Regions from separate parts of the Sus scrofa genome. Here region 2 is linked to region 1. Evidence: chromatin contacts called from public Hi-C data. All regions are on one chromosome and are shown on one strand. Each heading gives the region's core, a stretch centred on a gene start, on an enhancer-like site or on the middle of the called end of the contact. The rest is flanking DNA. Distances are from core to core; before and after follow the strand shown. Region 1 has its middle 28 kb from the start of BTG2. Region 2 has its middle 20 kb from the start of BTG2.

What was found. Hi-C and Micro-C count contacts between places; a contact is called where the count stands out from the background.
Region 2: a Hi-C map of alveolar macrophages shows a contact between it and region 1, with 4 times the contacts expected there. The contact joins two enhancer-like sites. A contact is called at or near these places in 3 of 5 promoter capture datasets (fetal liver and liver), 34 of 47 Hi-C or Micro-C datasets (adipocytes, adipose tissue, alveolar macrophages and 14 more) and 2 of 2 datasets of contacts at active chromatin or transcription factors (alveolar macrophages and skeletal muscle).

The regions. Positions count from the first base shown.
Region 1 is chr9:64,002,658-64,008,984 of Sscrofa11.1, reverse strand. No RefSeq gene overlaps it. Among named protein-coding and RNA genes, the nearest start is that of BTG2, 28 kb to the left of the region's middle. Within about 2 kb of position 3,599, at least 34 of the 83 cell types and tissues checked have an H3K27ac peak or open chromatin away from gene starts, as enhancers often do. A contact at or near this core is called in adipose tissue, alveolar macrophages, brain and 8 more, where this site is marked.
Region 2 is chr9:64,050,388-64,056,714 of Sscrofa11.1, reverse strand. No RefSeq gene overlaps it. Among named protein-coding and RNA genes, the nearest start is that of BTG2, 20 kb to the right of the region's middle. Within about 2 kb of position 2,359, at least 57 of the 83 cell types and tissues checked have an H3K27ac peak or open chromatin away from gene starts, as enhancers often do. A contact at or near this core is called in adipose tissue, alveolar macrophages, brain and 8 more, where this site is marked.

The DNA.
Region 1 (6,327 bases), core at 2,350-4,849:
TCTTTCTCTTCCCTTCCCTTCCCTTCTCTTTCTTTTCTTTTCTTTTCTTCTCCTCTCCTCTCCTCTCCTCTTCCTTCCTTCCTTCCTTCCTTCCTTCCTTCCTTCCTTCCTCTCTCTCTCTCTCTCTCTCTCTTTCTTTCTTTCTTTCTTTCTTTCTTTCTTTCTTTCTCTCTCTTGTCTTTTGTCTTTTTAGGGCTGCAGGCACCTGAAGTATATGGAGGTTCCCGGGCTAGGGGCCGAATTAGAGCTGTAGCTGCCAACCTACACCACAGCCACAGCAATGCAGAATCCGAGGCACATCTGTGACCTGCACCACAGCTCATGGCAACACCAGATCCTTAACCCAGTGAGCAAGGCCAGGGATCGGACCCACGTCCTCATGGATGCTAGTTGGATTCGTTAACCAGTGAGCCATGACAGGCACTTGGAAGTGTTGCTTTCTTAGGAAACCAAGTCCAAGAAGGAGGGAAGTGATTTTTTTTTTCTCCCTGAGGAAGGTACCAGTGGGAATCCTAAGAAAACTGGACAAAGGGCAGCTTCAGCAGCATCACCCAGCCCTCTACCTTCAGGGCATACTCACATGCCTCGCCCTCTTCCTGGGGCCTAAGCTCCAACCCAGCCTCTCCAGAGGAAGGGAGGAGCTTGGAGTTCCCAGCCAAACTCTCTTTGGGACGATGGGGTGGGACACAGCTGGGTTGGGCTAGAAAAAGGGGAAAATCCAGTATGAGGTCAGAAACAGGGTTTGGGGTTCTGCTGAGTCAGGTCTGACTACCCAGGGCCAGTGAAGAGTGGCCCGAACTCAGCCGAGATGCTGCAATCACAACTCTCATCTCGGCAGGCTCAGGGAGCCCAGTTCTTGCGACAGAAGGAAAATAGACTCCAGCAAATCTTCTTGGAATGATCTGTTTATTCAACAGAGTACTTAGAACACTTACTCTATGCAAGTTCTAGATGCTGGTGATACAGAAGTGAGCAAAACAGGCAAAATTTCTGCCCTTTTAGAGCTTATCTTCTACTGGGGATAATAATAAATAAAATATGTATTTCCATTGGTGTTAAAGAGGGAAGCAGGATAAAAAGTGTCAACAGGAGTTCCCGTCGTGGCGCAGTGGTTAACGAATCCGACTAGGAACCATGAGGTTGCGGGTTCGGTCCCTGCCCTTGCTCAGTGGGTTAACGATCCGGCGTTGCCGTGAGCTGTGGTGTAGGTTGCAGACGCGGCTCGGATCCCGCGTTGCTGTGGCTCTGGCGTAGGCCGGTGGCTATATCTCCGATTCAACCCCTGGCCTGGGAACCTCCATATGCCGCGGGAGCGGCCCAAGAAATAGCAACAACAACAACAACAACAACAAAAAAGACAAAAGATTTAAAAAAAAAAAAGTGTCAACAGCCAGCATATTGTTGAAAGTTTAGGCTTCTGGAGAGGATGGCTTGTTTTTTGTTTTTTTTTTTTTGTTTGTTTGTTTGTTTTTGGCTGTTCCCCATGGCAGGTGGAATTTCCTTGGCTATGGATCCATCCCATGCCAGAGCTGTAACAAGAGACACAGCAGTGACAACACTGGATCCTTAACCTGCTGAGCCATGAGGAAACTCCTGGGAGGGTGGCTTTTACTGAAGACTTTAAGTAAGAAAGGGAGGCATAAGGCTTTCTGGAGAAATCGAATTCTAGGCAAGTGCAAAGGCACTGGGGCAGGGTGGGACAAGGCGGGTCTGAGTTACAGCATGTTGCTCAGTGTGGCTGAAGCTGGGAGCACAAGGGGAAAGGTGAGGAGATGGAATCAGAGGTAGCAGTGACCTTGTTGGCCACAATGGGGACTTAGGCTCTTACTCTTAGTGAGGTAGGGAAGCCAAAGGGGAATTGTGGCAGAGGAGCAACCTGATCTGACTCATATATACATTTTTTTTTTTTTTTGTCTTTTTAGGGCTGCACCTGTGGTGTATGGAGGTTCCCAGGCTAGGGGTTGAATTGGAGCTGTAGCTGCCAGCTTACACCACAGCCACAGCAACGTGGGATCTGAGCTGCTTCTGCAACCACAGCTCACTTCAATGCCACATCCTTAACCCACTGAACAAGGCGAGGGATTGAACCTGCATCCTCATGGATGCTAGTCAGATTTGTTTCTGCTGAGCCACGACGGGAACTCCTGATCTGACTCATATTTTTAAGGGATCCCCTGTGGCAGCCGTGTTGAAAATAGATGAGTGGGTCAAGGGTGGAGGCAGGGAGACCAGGTCAGAGGCCCGCAAAATATGACCATGGGAAATGATGGTAGTTTGGATTGGGTTGTTAGCAGTTGAAAGCTAAGAAGTGGCTGGATATTTTAAAGGAAGAGCCTTCAGGGTTTGCTGATAAACAAAATATGGGTTGTGAGAAAAAAAAAAGTATGTGCCTCTGCTAGGAAATCCTTTATATGCAATATCATTAAAATTTCTCAATAAACATATAAGTGAGGTTCTATCATTATATTCTACTTTACAGATTAGGAAACTGACAGAAGGCTAAGTGACTTGAAAAATCCTGTGGCTAGCAAGTGGTAGAGCTGGTATTTAAATCCAGTCTTCCACCAAACAGACCTTAGCAGCTATACTGTAAAAATCTCATCCATTCACTCAACAGATTTCTAGGGCACATCTACCCTGCAGCAAGCATTAGCCTAAATTTTGGGGGTGCAAAAATGAATGAAAGACAGTTCTTGACCTTGAAGAATGTATGGTTTGGAGGAGGAGACAGATAGGAATAGAAAGACAGCAGTGAGGTCACAGACACGGCTTGAATCTGGTGCTGGGGCATAGGCCTGGGAACCACCATACATTTTTAGGGTGCAGCCCTAAAAAGATAGAAAGAAAGGAAAGAAGACAGACAGAAAGAAAGATAGACAGACAGTAGTGAGGTAAGTTTGCAGAGTCCTAAGCCCTCCGAGGAGTGGGCAACTGTGCCCACTGGGCTGGAGACTGAGTAGGACTCTGCCAGAAGAGAGGATGCCGAAGCATTCCTGGCTGAGGGAACTGCATGTGCCAACAAGGGAAGTCTAAGGGGTCGGGAGCTGTCAGAGGTGTGCACTACAGTACTTTGCATTAGGAGGAGTTCAGGGAGTCCTGGGAAGCTGGGCAGGCAGGTGAACTGGAAGGAGCATACCCGAGGACAAGGTGAAATCGCTCCAGTCTTCCAAAGGGCAGAGAAGTGGTCAGATCCGTTTTCCAAAGATCTCTCTTCATGTGGCAGGTGGATGCCGGGAATAAGAAGACATAATTTTCCCTGCTTCAGGATGATGTGATCTGGGAAATCTGGCAAGTTGGCAAGGAAGGGCATGTTTCCAGGAAACAAACAGTACGTTTGTTCCAGGGCACGTTTCCCATGCCTGCGTGTCTGTGTGTGTGTGTGTGTCTATAAATACACACAGCACTCAGCTGGAGTCTTACACAGGGTCATGACAGCATCCTGCCACACTCCCTGAGCTGTCTCTGCTGTCTTCTTTCCTCTTCTGGGCAAGGCTTAGCTCCGTAAAGCACGCAATTCCACCACCCAGCAGGCAGGGAGGGCCAGAATCTGACCTCTGTCTTATCACTTCCCCTAGGACTCGAAAGCGAGCATCTAAACTGTAAAGTTTGGCCAAAGGAGGAAATGGGGCACTGTTAGAACAAAGCTCAGTGTGGACTGACTCTCCAGGAGTGAGAAGTGGGGGTCTGTTTCCAAAACTGACCCACATCCAGTGGTTCGAGGACCATGCTGGTAGTGATGGTATGAGAAGACAGCTATAGCTCCTTGTCCCATCCACCTCTGTGAAGGATCAGATTAAAGGAGGAGACAGAGAAAGACATTACATACATATCTCTCTCTCTATGCACATACGTATGTACGTATGTGTATATATAACATATATAGATGCACAGATATACACATATATGTTTATTTATATATATGTAGATAGACAAAGACAGACACAGGAAACAGGGACAGAGACAGACAGAGACAGAGAGATGGGGCAGCCGAATATTAACTCTGACAATCTTCAAGGCCCCAGCTAGGGCAGCTCTGCTAAAACTGGTGCACAGAACTGATGGTTTTTTTTTGTTGTTGTTAATTACTCAGTGAATTTTATTACATTTATAATTGTACAACGATCATCCCAACCCAATTTTATAGCATTTCCATCCCAAACCCCCATCCCATCTCCCCACCCCCAACCTGTCCCCTTTGGAAACCATAGTTTTTCAAAGTCTGTGAGTCAGTATCTGTTCTGCAAAGAAGTTCATTGTGTCCTTTTTTTAGATGCCACATGTAAGTGATAGCATATGGTGTCAGTGTCTCATTGTCTGACTGGCTTCACTTAACATGATAATTTCTAGGTCCATCCTTGTTGCTACAAATGCCATTATTTCTTTCCTTTTAATGGCTGAGTAATATTCCTTTGTGTATATGCCACCACATCTCCTTTTTTCACTCCTCTGTCGATGGACATTTAGGTGGTTTCCATGTCTTGGCTCTTGTATATAGCGCTGCAGTGAACATTGGAGTACACGTATCTTTTTGAGTCATGGTTTTCTCTGGATAGATGCCCAGGAGTGGGATTGCTGGATCAAACGGTAATTCTATTTTTAGTTTTCTGAGGAATCTCCATGCTGTTTTCCACAGTGGTTGCACCAATTTACATTCCCACCAACAGTATAATAGGATTAACATTGTTTATAAACTCCTATTGTTTGTAGATTTTTTGATGATGCTGGTACACAGAATTGATGCTGATGTGCAAACGGAGTCCAGCCTAGTTCACCTTCCACAACCCCAGCTTAGAAATTTGTATTGGTTTCTCCCCCACCTTGTCAGTGCAGGAAAAACAAAACAAAACAAGACAAAACCAAACAAGAGTGACAGTGAAACAGGAAAACTCAGACTCACAGGGATTCTTACAGTGAAGTTTCCTCCCCAAGGGCCTCCTCACCCCTCCGTTCCAGGCCAAGGGGGAAACCAGCCCTTCCTGAGCCCCATCCCAGCCGTCAGGGCCTGGTGGCAGGGGTGGGGGCTGGGGGTAGGTGCTGGCCACCTACCTGCCCCCTGGAGCACTAGGATTTGGAAAGGTTCACTGGGCAGCTAAAGCGAGCCCTCTGCAGGCCAAGCTACCCTCCTTAACCACCCAACTTAACAGGAGCCCCAGGGACTGTGCCTGCCTTGGTTGATTATTGAGTCCTGTTCTCCTCATGACTTTAGAGGGAGGGATATGGTATCTTCCCTCTTAGGCCCCAGCCTCTGCATCTGTAAAATGGGAATAAAAACATCTGCTACCATGTGATTTCGCTTATATATGGAATCTGAAAAAAAAAAAAAAAGCAAAAAACAAGCTCACAAATACAGAGAATAGGGTCGTGGTTGCCAGAGATAGGGTTGGGTAAAATGGGTAAAAGGGGTTAAAAGGCAAAAACTTCAAGTTATTAAACAAATAAATCATGGAGAGTGATACAGCATGGTGACTGTAATTCATAATACTGTATTGCATATTTGAAAGTTGCTAAGAGGAATTCCCTGGTGGCTCAGTGGGTTAAGGACCTGGCATTGTCACTGCTGTGGCTCTGGTTACATCTGTGGCGTGGGCTTTATCCCTGGCCTGGGAATTGCCACATGATGTGGCCCCCCCCAAACCACCAAAAAAGTAAAGTTGCTAAGAGAGATCTTAAGCGTTCTCATCACAAGAAAAAAATTTATAACTGTGTACGGTGACGAATGTAGTGATCACTTCACAATATATACAAACAAAAAATCAGTATGTTGTACAGCTAAAACTACAGTGTTATGTGTCAAATCATACTTCAATAAAAAATTGCAATTGGAATTTTTTTTTTTTTGTCTTTTGTCTTTTTAGGAGTCACACCCGTGGCATATGGAGCTTCCCGGGCTAGAGGTCTAATTGGAGATGTTGCTGCCGGCCTCTGCCAGAACCCTAGCAATGCCAAATCCGAGACGCGTCTGTGACCCACACCACAGCTCACAGCAACGCTGGATCCTTAACCCACTGAGCGAGGCCAGGGATTGAACCTGCAACCTCGTGGTTCCTAGTCGGATTTGTTTCCGCTGTGCCAAGATGGGAACTCCTGGAAATTTTTTTTTTTTTTGGTCTTTTTAGGGCTCCACCCACCGCATGAGGAAGTTCCCAGGCTAAGGGTCCTATTGGAGCTGCAGCTGCCAGCCTACACCACAGACACAGCAACATGGGATTTGAGCTGTGTCTGAGAACTACATCATAGCTCACAGCGATGCCAGATTCTTAACCTACTGTGCAAGGGCAGGGATCGAACCTGTGTCCTCATGGATGCTAGTCAGGTTCATTAACCACT
Region 2 (6,327 bases), core at 1,110-3,609, 49 kb before region 1:
TAATGGCAGAGACTCAACACTAAAGCCCAGGTCTACTGGGTTGGAACTACACCCCGATGTTGTGTGCTCCTTTCCTCCTCCCTGTTCCCAGAATCTGGCACCACTGAGATGCCCCAGACATATCATTGCTTTTGTTCTTAACAATGCAAAACATCAACAAAGGCCCTTTTGACATCAATAGGGCTGAAAGAGGTGATAGACCATGGCAGGTTGGCCACCAGGGGTCTATGAGCACTGAAAACAAAGGACTTCAGTGGTGGAGTTTGGGAGAAATTTACAATCACATTTCGGTGTTAAGGGAGATATAGAGAGGGATCAGGTAGGCCCCTCCATCTGTCCATGAAAAAAAGGTGAATGTTAAATTCTATTAAAATGAGTAGTTCCCATCGTGGCTCAGTGGAAACAAATCTGACTAGCATCCATGAGGATGCTGTTTCGATCCCTGGCCTTGCTCAGTGCATTAAAGTATCTGGCGTTGCCATGAGCTGTGGTGTAGGTTGCAGACATGGCTCGGATACCACATCACTGTGGCTGTGGTGGCTCGGATTCCATGTTGCTGTGGCTGTGGTGTGGGCCAGCAGCTACAGCTACGATTCGACCCCTAGCCTGGGAACCTCCATATGCCACGTGTGCAGCCCTAAAAATACAAAACAAAACAAAATGAAAAATCCTATTAAAACTGGATTATTGTAAATTCTCAGAGGGTGCTGTTCTAAAATTTTTAAGAGAGAGGATTTTTGAAGAAAAATCTTTGAGGAAAAAAGGAATCCTATCCTTCCAATTGATCTCTCTCAGTAAAATCTATGGGCTAGAAGCAGTACCCACACGAAGGCTGGAGGCTAAGTTTTTTTTTTTTTTTTTTTTAATTTTATTGGAGTATAGTTGATTTACAATGTTGTGTTAGTTTCAGGTGTACAGTAAAGTGAATCAGTTGTACATACTATATATCCATTCTTTTTTGGATTCTTTTCCCATAGAAGGAAGTACTATTTATTTATTTATTTACTTATATACCATGGGGAAGTTACCAGACAGGGGTGGAACCTGCACCACAGCAGTGACCCAAGCCACAGAAGTGACAATGCCAAATCCTTAGCCACTAAGCCACCAGGGAACTCCTGAGGCTATGTAAATTTTTATCTTAAATTGGTTTACTTATAATAATTTTTAATGTCCCTAGAATCTAGTTGCTATCCCTAGCACCTAAACCCAAAACGGAGGGCTGAGATTAAATGTGGGAAAGGGATAGTGATTCCTTTATGATTAATAGCTAAAATAATATCATTTATTAGGCATTCTGTGCCAGGCATTTTGTCATAATAATGCTAGGAGGTGGAGGCTATTATCATTAGCATTTTTCATAGGTAGAAACTGACATTCAGGAAGCTTAAGTATCTGCTCAAGGTCTTATAGCCAGAAAGTGGCAGAGGTAGAATGGTACCCTATTCATCTTCTCTAGAGTCCTAATGTTGATACTACTATGGATTTTTTTTTTTGAATCTGTATGTTTTTTTGTGTGTGCATTGAGGTGGGGGACCAAGGTTATTCAAAATACTTTCTTTTACATAGCTCACAATCTATGCCCTTCGAAATGCATACTAAGTCCAGGAAGCTGGTGCTAATTGGTCCAGCGTAATAAAACTTGATTTGGTTTTGGAGAGTGGGTGACACGGCCACAGGAGGGCGTGAGCACACACAGATATATAGGAAGAAAATGAAGAGGGCCAAATAACGAACTTAGGAACATAATTGTTCAAACTCAGAACCTCTGGAATTGCTCAAGAACGACTGCACCAACCCTGCAATCAGACTGTGAGGGGAGCCACAGAAATAGGGGAAAGACTTAAGTTTTAGGGACCCGAAATAACTGGCAGCAGGGGGCAGTCGAGAGGGTCTCCCAGCACAGTGGCCGCTGTGCCTCAGCCCCTCCCGCGCCTGCTCCTCCCATTGGAAAGGCCAGCTTATCCCCGGCCAGGGGAGGGGAGCACCTCCGCTAGGAAACCACCTAGCACCGCCCCCACGCCCCGCCCCGCCCCCTTAAACTCCTCTCTGCCAAATCTCGAGCTGCAGAGAGGGCTTTGATTGGCCCACGCTGCACCGCCAGCCAGCCAATCAGCAGCTTGTTGCTGAGGTTGGGTTTCCCAGAGGGGGGAGGAGGCTAAAGCTTCTGCCCCAAACCTGTTGCCAAACTGGGAAAACAGACTCGCGATCGTGTTTGGTTGCTTGCAGCTCTGTAGGGATTGAGGGACGGGGGCTCCTCCCCTCAGCCCACATCCGGGAGAGAGGGAGCCAGACACCTGCCTGCCCTCACTCCCGCAGCCGCCCCGGGGCCCCACCCTGGCTGGGTACGTCTGAGTCCCGGCAGCCCACGCCGAACCGCCTCGGTTGAAAAGTGACGCCGTTGCCCGTCAGATGTTTTGAGGATGGGAAAACTGCCTTGCTGGAAGGTGCAAAAAAAAAAAAAAAAGCCCACCTCACACGTAGAGACCGACCAGACTGAGAAGTGAAGACAGGCTAATAGAGGTGCTGAATTGCAGTGTGTGCGTCACAAGTGACCAAGTGACCACCTCATAGCGCGTGACCGTGTGGCCTGGGAGGGGCTAATGAGAGTGAGGGGAGCCCCAGGATGCAGAAGAGTCAAATCTCAGGTCCTCTAACCATTTGAATTGGTCATCTCATCAGTAAAACAGTTTGCGCCCAAACTGCCACAAAGCTTTGGTCTGGACCAGAGGGTCGTCAGGGCCTGAGGACCTGGAGCTGTTGGCAGCTCAGCATAGTGAAGGTGGAAGAGGGGTGCAGGTAGCACAGGAGGGGTACCTGAACAGGACCACGATTTACGAACAGCAAAGACCACATTTCCAACCATGACTCATTACAAGTGGGGGAAAGGGTAGGCAAATCTACACCCTTGCCAAATTCCCCTTTGGCTTCTAACGCATTTCCCAAATTTCCTGTTTCTCTCAGTTTCCATTGTGTAGCCTCCTAATCTGGTAATGGTAATGACAGTAATATTTAATAACATTATTGTGTGCTTACTGAGAGCCATTCTTCTAAGTGCTTCACGTGTATCGATTAATCCCCTCAACAATACTGAGAGGGAAAATTTTTTTGGGGGGGGCACACCTGTGGCATATGGAAGTTCCCAGGCTAGGGATGGCATCAGAGCTGAAGTTGCTGGCCACAGCCACAGCCACAGATTGCCAGATCCGATCCGCATCTGCAACCTACACCATACCTCCTGGCAATGCCGCAATCCTTAACCCACTGAAGGGGGTCGGGGATCGAACCTGTGGCCTCATAGATACTAGCTGGGTTTGTTACCATTGCGCCCCAAGGGGCACTCTGCTAACAACTTTTTATCCTCATCTTAAAGATGAGAAAACTGAGGCATTGAGAAGTTAAATCACATCCCTGTGGTCACAGAGCTAGTACATGGCAGAGCTGAATTCAGATTGAACCTAGGTAGTATGTTTCTACCTAGGGACCCTCTCTGACCTTGGTCTTCAAGATGTAGCTTCCCGGCAATACTGTCAGAGAAAAAGTCTATACTGGGTGGCCTTTGGAAGCAGCATGTGCCCGCAAGGGCAGGACCTCCAATTAATTGCTTTCTCTGTATTTCCACAGACTCACGTATGTCTCACCTTGAAAAGTGAAACTAGATAAAATGGTCAGTTTTATTTTATAGGAGTTTTACCAAAGAAAGAAAGAAAGAAGCCAGAGAAAATCTTCCTATCCTTCTGCCCGGTTCAGGTCACCGTTGACCCACTCTGGAGCATTCCTAAGTGGCAGAAGAGAGATGAGGAGGAGATCCCCTATACTTAACAGTTTTGTCATGTGTTTCCAAAAAGGATCTGTCTTAGGGCAGATAGGAATTTTGAAGTTGGGGAGTGGCGGGGGCAGGAGTACAGGAAAGAGAGATCCTGCCCCTAGTTGGTGGCGGGAAAGTCTATCTGCAGGGCCTGCTTGGGTCTGAGGGCCAGCTCTATTTCACTTCCCATCCCCCATTCTCTTACTATCTGAGCCCTGACCTCTAGCTCAGTCCTCCCTGCTTCTCTCACCCACCCTGCACCCGGTTCCCAGCAACCTGGGCACACCATCTGCCTATCCTCCCCCTTCCCCAGGGTTTTAGCTCCTTTTATGGAGACCTTTAAATAATTAAATGCCCCAAAGCCTCCCACACACTGATCCCAGCCCCTGACCTGGGGTTTTATTCAAAGATCAGGAGCTGGGCTGGAGGGCTGCCAACCCCACTGCCTTTATTCAGTTCCTTTTTTTTCCCCCTGCTCAGCTGCTGGGTGGCTAATGGGCCTTTCCTCCGGCTTTGGCCCCTCCGCCTGCCTGGCCTAGTATACAGAAACCAAACAAAAAGAAAAATAGCTATAAGGGACTGATGGGGGTGGGGAGGGAGGAAGACACCAGACTCACCTCAAACTGGGAAAAGGATGGGGACAGAGGATGGATAGAGAGGACCAGAGCAGCTTTTCCTGCTCCTCAGCCCTGCAGAGGAGCCAGGGCCACTCCCTCTAACCCTGGGGAGCTGTTTGGCCAAAGTGGGAGGTGCAGGGGGTGTGAAATGGGGAGAGGGCTGGTGATTGTCAATCACTTGGGTGTTTTGGGACTTGGGCAGCTTCCTCATGCAAATTACCCTAGTGAATCACTGAAAGTTTGGTCCAGACACAAAGAAGCTGCTTCTCTCACCCGCTGCCTCCCTCCAACTGCCCTACAGCAGCCCCCTACCCCAGCCAACCAAACAAAAGGCCTGAGCCCAGCGGTGCGTGAAGGAGTGAATGGGAGAGACCATCCCTGGTGACGTCCAACCAGACAGATGGCAACAGTTGCCCCATACCAGTTGCAAGCCTCCTTTCATCCGTCTGCCAGTCATAAAGGAGAATGGCCTCCATCCCTCCAGAGCCCATCAGCTCCTTAAAGCCAGCCCAAAGACTGAATGGGGTTTGGTGGCAGGGGGACTGCCAGGGAGCTGGTGGTGAGAGAGAAACTGACGCTGAATGTTTGACTGGAAAAGAAAAGGGTTGTTCAAAGTGCTGCGGCTGGGGCCAGCCTGCCCATCTGTCCTCCTTTGGGGAGGCTCTGCCCCTATGCTCCTCCTCGGCTTCTGGCCAGCTCTGTACAGGGCCAGAGCCCCTGGGAAGGGAGACCTTGATTTGAGGCAGCAGTGCTGTGTTGTGGTAGCTTGAAGCTTTGTGCTTTGAAGGCTTTTGTTCTGTAGAAATCCCTTGACTGAGCATTGCTTTGCCTCTTAAAAAATAGGGTTAAATGGAAAAATCCAAGACCTTAGATTAGTAGGCGATTAGTAGGATCTGGGCACTCTGCCATTAAATGATAAAGTTTGGGTTGTTCTAGAATGGGATTCAGTCAAAGTAATCCATGGGTGCTCTCAAAAATTAAGAGGTGAGGTGGAAAAGAGTGGACCAGGAATTGGGAGACCTGGCTCCCACTCTCAGCTCACCATCTGCTTCTTGTATAATTCTGGGCAAGCCATCTAGCCTGTCTGAGCCTCAGTTCTTCTCCATAAATTGGGAGTGACATCACCCACCACCTCTACCTCCCAGCATAGTGGAGAGTAAGCTGTTGTGCAACCCAGTGCTCTATAGACAGGAAAGGCTGTGCAGATAGAAGTCTTTACTCTCAATTTCTCCACACCCATACTTCCCAGGAGGTGGATAGGCATGGTACTTTAAATGTTTTTCAAAGTGCTTCGCATCTATTATTTCATGAGGCAATTGAAACCAGAAAATTCTAAGCAATGCAAAGGTCTCTCTCTCTTTTTTTTTTTTAAAGAGTAGGGGCGAAGACTTCCCCTGCCCCCTTAATCTCCTGAATCTCTGATTTTTGTCTCCCTTCTCCCTCCACCTTCCAGCATCAGTCCAGGCTGATTTGGGAGGATTAATATGAACTCTAGGTAAAGGTGCCAAGAAATTCACAATAAAGGGGAATCATTCTCTATATCCTAAAACAGTAAAAAGTTACAGCATATGCAGTTATGGTTCTGAAGCCACAGGTATGCATCCTTCTGGGCTGAACCCCCATACCCTACCCCACCCCCCGCCAGAGCTGGTGGTGCTGGGGTGAAGAATGAGGGGCAAGGGGAGGGCAGAGTGGCTCAGGGCTCAGGGAACAGAGCTCATAGCTCTCCTCCTACCTGCTCCTCCACCCACCCACTGGACCTCCTGTTTGCATTGGCCAAGGTACCTGTGCTCAAAGATGTTTTGGGTTTCTTCTCTCTGGCATAAGATAATAAAGACATTTCTCAAAACATCCTTCTTTCCCAATCCTTGCTCACACTAACCTCACCCATCTCTAATCATT